Regions from separate parts of the Hordeum vulgare genome. Here region 1 is linked to region 2. A link is a contact called in public Hi-C data. All regions are on one chromosome and are shown on one strand. Each heading gives the region's core, a stretch centred on a gene start, on an enhancer-like site or on the middle of the called end of the contact. The rest is flanking DNA. Distances are from core to core; before and after follow the strand shown. Region 1 holds the start of LOC123428348 (pyruvate kinase, cytosolic isozyme-like). Region 2 has its middle 16 kb from the start of LOC123428346.

Region 1 (2,700 bases), core at 180-2,679, 36 kb after region 2:
GTAAGAAAGAAATAAAACCATTAAATTTAAACATGTGATCTGTGAAGCACCACAAGATGAAGAAATAGTTATATATATATGAATGAGACGAAACATTAAGCCATTATTGTGTAATAAACAATTACTCGAGCATGTTTTCTTACTGCCAAATAAAACCTCTCTAATAAGTGTATCAATCGCTTCCTTCTACTATTTAAGAGCATGAACAGAAGTTCCCATGAGAGCCAGCGATATCTTAACACCAAGATCTGAAAAAGCAGCCACTAAACCATCCTTAAAAAATATTTACAAGTAATGTCTGGCCAGTTAAACATACAGTAAAACCACTAGTGAACAAAGTAACTGAACAACATGCTGACAATATGCAAAACTTGTGTTAACTAACATGATGTACTGTATTATAAATACAGCAGGTGGTTCGGAGACCGCCAGGTCTTACGGCGCAACCGTCTCCAGCACTGAGCAATCAGCGTCCGCTGATGATGATAACGGGATCCGTAGGCCGACGACAACACGAGACGGATGCCGCTGCGCAGGCCACCCCATAGCGTGTCACCCTACATGCCATCCCATGATATATCTATTCCGTTTCGCCGGCATCGCAAATGGGCAGCAGCCAACCACCCGCAGCAGCCCAATCCTAGATCCGACCTTGTACGACAAGGCAGAGCACCCGGGGCCAATCTAAGCACACATGTGCGTGCCATGAAATGTAGCCCCTCAAAATAAGTCAAAACCACCAAAGCTGAAATCCTAATCCGACCATGCCGTTGCCTCCAGATCACCCCAATCCAACTCCGATCGACGACAGATGAGTAGATCGGAGTCCATTCTCGAACCAAAACCGAGAGAAGCTACTCGACGAAATGGGCCGATCCGGCGTAGAAAAGAATGAAGAATGTTACCTTGGTGTCGAGCATGACGGCGCAGAGGATGCCGGTGTTGTGCATGGCCTGGCGGAGGGCGTCGAGGGTCTCCTGGTGGTACTCGTGGGTGCCGTGGGAGAAGTTGAAGCGCGCGACGTTCATCCCGGCGCGGAGCAGCTTCTCGAGCATGGGCACGGAGCGGGAGGCCGGGCCGAGCGTGCACACGAGCTTGGTCCGAGGCGTCCGCGCGTCCGCCGCCGCGTCCCGCTCCAGGTCCGCCAGCACCGCCGCCATGTCGATGTTCGCCATCGCCGCCCGCGGTGTGGTGTGGTCTGGGGAGGAGGAGGAGGGGTCGGGGGTGTGGGTGTGGCGACGGCGATGAGATTTGGATTTGGTCGCGGGCGGATGGATGGAAGTTTTATAGGATTGGAAGGGGGGATTTTCTTGTGGGTGGGTTGGGCGATTCGGTGGGCGAAGAGGCGGAGGGAGGAGGAAGATGGACACGTGGTTTGGGCACCGAGTCGAGTGGAGAGGTGGACGCGGACGCTCTCGGCCACCAGTGCCTCTCCGTTAGCGTCAGCCGTTTTCCGTGTCTTCTTCTTTTTTTCTTCTTCATCTTCTTGGGGAAGAAGTTGGGACTACTTGGCTGGCTATTATTACTTGCTGATGATGGAAATCCTCTAGAGGCGGTGTCCTGCACCGGTCAAAACTTTCAGCTGGCCGCGCGCGGCCGTCGGATCCATCAGCTGCACACGTGTTGCATCGTTAGATCTTCATGTAGTAAAAAAAAAATTATGCAACAAATTTCTTTCACGATGCAATAAATCTCGTCTACGGTTGTAACAAAAATATAATTGTAGCAAAAAAATATTAACGTGGTCGTAACAAAAAAATGAAGCTGATGATGCGTGGTAGCAAAACAAAATAAGGGTTGTAGCAAAACAATCCGGTGAACTCGGGTTGCAACTCTGACGAACGTGTATGCAACTTTTTTTAATGAATGGTTGCAACAAAAAATGATACCGGTTGTAGCAAAAATTAACACGACTGTAGCAAAAAACACCGATTGTAGCAAAAAATTCCACGAACTGAGGTTGCAACCAAACTTATATGCAGCTTTTTTAGTGGTAAATGTAGTAAATTTGGACACCGGTTATAGCAAATTTAAACGATCACCACAGGGGAAAATGTTGCATGACCATACGCGCGAGACGCGTGTACAGCGAGCGATCGGCGCGTTGCTTCCGCCGGCGCGCCCAAGGGAAACTTTTCTCAATCCTCTATCAATTTTATTTTCTTTGCCAAAAAAAATCTCTATCACTTAAAAACCATACTGAAGAAAGCAAGAGGTGAAGAATAAATAGATTTCCAATGTGAGGTAGTAAGTGTTGTGTGCTTTTGATTAACTCCATCGCTACGCGATCGATGATGTCGTACATCGTAAGAAGTCATCGACGCCTACCCGCACATATTGCAAGGATCGGCCGTCTAAGGGACCACAATGATAGTGAATCAACGATAGTAGCGTCGTGCAAGGCCGGCTATATGTTTGGGGGATAAGATGGTTCGGGCATTTTCAGGTATTCACGACGGCCCATTAAATTCGTCCGGACCGGTCCAAACATTCGAGATTGCGCAAATCGCCCTTGAACTGGGGAGTCCGACACGTCGTACCCACTCCTAAAACCCCTCTCCGGCCTTCGATCTAGAACCCTACCCCTTTGAACCCCTTCTTCCATCGTCTAAGCCGACGTCAAAACACCCGTAGTTGACATCATCATTTGTCGTCCGACGTCGGAATGGCATGCCCCACTTGTTCGTCATGGAAATAATT
Region 2 (2,700 bases), core at 20-2,519:
ATAGGGGTACTGAGTCCCCGAAGAGTGGAGCGGAGAGGGTCAGAGGTGCCTGGACGGGCCACGGTGGCGGCCGCCTTCGCCTAGGCCCTGGTGCGAGATACCACGGCAGCTACGTCCGCCTGCACCCTGGTGCGGCCAGAACTCATGGAGGAGCCGATGACCATAACCTCCGCGAAAACGCGGAGGTCGTCGGCGCCCCTCAAGGCGATCGCCCCCGCGAACGATGGCGGGTCGGAGCAGTCGAGCACCTCACGAGCGTACTCGTCGAAAGTTGGCGCGTCGATGAGACGCAACCCACCAAAGAGCGTGCAGAGGCCGGCCGTCGGCGTCCCGCCGGACGTCGTTGTATCACGGCTCGTCGGAGAGGACGGCGCCGAGGCCTGCGAAGCAGGCAGATCCGAGGCTCAGTGCCGCGGAAGCTTCCACGGAGGAGAGCTCCACGGGTGTGCTGATCAGACCGGACGTGAAGCGCCCGACGGAGTTGGCGAAGGGTCCCGCCCGGAGCGTGACTCTGACCGGCGCCACGGACGGCCCCATGATGGGTGTCAACTGTCGTGGGTTTTCTCACAACAGATGCCATGGGGTGGCTTATCGAGAGTGGATGGGGCCTAAGGACGCCAACGGGCTCCGGGAACAGGATTGGGAACAAGCGGTGCGAGACACACGATGTACCCAGGTTCGGGGCCCTTCGTGGAAGGTAACACCCCTAGTCATGCTAGTCTGGTTGATGAACCGAGTGGGTTACAATGTCACTCCTTGAGTTGTTGGCTAGAGGAGAAAGGAGCTGCTTGCTCTTCTTGCCTCTCTACGCGTCTGTGTGTGTGTGCGCGATGCTAGGTGGAACTAGCCGACCCCCTGCATGAGGAGGCTCCGGGGGTTTATAGCCCAACCCCCTAGCTTACAATATGCATATATGGCGTAGGGGGACCCGGCTAGCAGCCTCCGAGCCGGTCAGGGGTCCCACCGACCGAGGGGTCTTGTCGCTTGTTGGGCCCGCCGGCTGAAGGGTCCCATCGGGAGCCGGAGGGGTGGACCCGCCGGCCGAGGAGTCTTGTCACTCAGTGGCATAGGCTGCATAGTGCGGCGGCGTCTTGTGGCCGCCCACCGTGGTCAGCAGCGCGGGGTGGCTCCACGGGGTTTATAGGCCACATGGGAGCAGTTAATCAAGTGATTGGAGGGGTGTCATCGTTGTGCCGCCTCGCCCCATCGCGGTCGGTTATGGTCAGCGGTACGGCCGCCGGTGCCACAGTCATACGCTCGTTGACCAGCGGTGCCTGCGTCGCTGTAGCCACGTCTCGCTGATGCGTCCGTGCTGCGCCGGACAGGGTGATGTGAAAGGTGCCGACCCGCCGGCTGACGGGTCGCCAATGAGCCGGATGGCGGGCGTCCTCTGTGCCGGCTCGCACTGCTTAGCCGGCCAGGGGCAACTGTCCTAGGGGGGAAGCGTCCGCCCCACACTGTTTTAAAAAGTGGGTGCAGCCCGAATGATACCCCGGGGTCCCCCCGTCACAAATCTTGAACAATTCTTGCAATTGACTGATTTGATCATAGACTTGTCTGTTATAGAAAAAGATAAATGGCAATACATGGGTCACCTAGGCAAAATTTCTTCAATGAAGGCCTATAAGCAGCTACTGGGAGAGCAAGAGGGGAATAGTTTCTTCAAGCAAATCTGGAGATCCAACAACAGACTTAAATAAAAAAATTCCTCTGGTTAATACAGCTCATAACAACATTCCTACAAGATCACTATTAACCAGAAGAGGAATGCAGATTGTTGACCCCTGCTGTCCCAATTGCGATCAAAAAGCAGAGGAAACAATTTATCACTTGCTATGGGAGTGCAAATTTGCACAACAATGTTGGAATTCATTACTTTCACATAGGAAAAGAAGCACCTCAACCTTCGAGGATATTCAACTGGCATTGAAGCAACTGCATCTTAAAGCAGCCATGGAAGTCATCATGCTGGGCTGTTGGAGCATTTGGATTCAGCGAAATGGAAAGGTTTTCAGGGCCATTCAACCCACGAAATTCAACTGGAGACATACAATGAAGCTAGAGATGAATAATCTGCAAAAACTGGCATAGGCTAATTTCGCACTCTTTCAAGCTTTGTCTCCATTTCTCTGTTCTTCTTTTTACATCTCCCCCCTTGTAACATACTTTTACATGGTAAAAAAAACATGCACAGTATAGTCATGTTGGTCCCATTCTCCAGTCCATTCAATGATCTGCATCGGGTCAGGGTCATTGAAGATACAACTCACACACTGCATATATATCAGAGAAAAACACAATGTAATCAGATACTTGATACAAAATACTGGGATACGATGTGATGTGTACTTTTCAATGGGTGTGACTGATTATTGCTTTTGAAAAGGGAAACAAAAGAACGAGCAACTACATTGTCAATCTTTGTAATCTTTAAGTGATCATACCTGGCTTGCCCATGATGTTACATCGTTTCCAACATCAAACAATACTTCCTGATCCTTGGAGCATATTGATAATGTTTCTTGCTGGAGGTCTTTTGGTGCGATCCGGATTCACACAAATTAGACCTATCTGAACGCATCTTTTTATTTGTTGGCAATCTATTTCTAGGTTTCCATATCTTTGTGATCTCGCCAACCTATTTTTCCATTTTCCAAGAACCTACGAAATCAAAGTAAATATCTAGTTTGTTAGTGTGAA

What was found. Hi-C and Micro-C count contacts between places; a contact is called where the count stands out from the background.
Region 1: a contact with region 2 is called in a Hi-C map of leaf, with 3 times the contacts expected there. The contact joins the promoter of LOC123428348 here to the enhancer-like site in region 2. A contact is called at or near these places in 2 of 6 Hi-C or Micro-C datasets (leaf and seedling) and 1 of 1 datasets of contacts at active chromatin or transcription factors (embryo).

The regions. Positions count from the first base shown.
Region 1 is chr2H:646,404,870-646,407,569 of MorexV3_pseudomolecules_assembly, forward strand. It overlaps LOC123428348 (pyruvate kinase, cytosolic isozyme-like), which reads right to left and starts at 1,430. Exons shown (of 3, transcript XM_045112548.1): 1 at 906-1,430. The coding sequence starts at 1,175.
Region 2 is chr2H:646,369,237-646,371,936 of MorexV3_pseudomolecules_assembly, forward strand. No RefSeq gene overlaps it. Among protein-coding and RNA genes, the nearest start is that of LOC123428346, 16 kb to the left of the region's middle. Within about 2 kb of position 1,270, at least 3 of the 3 cell types and tissues checked have open chromatin away from gene starts, as enhancers often do. A contact at or near this core is called in leaf and seedling, where this site is marked.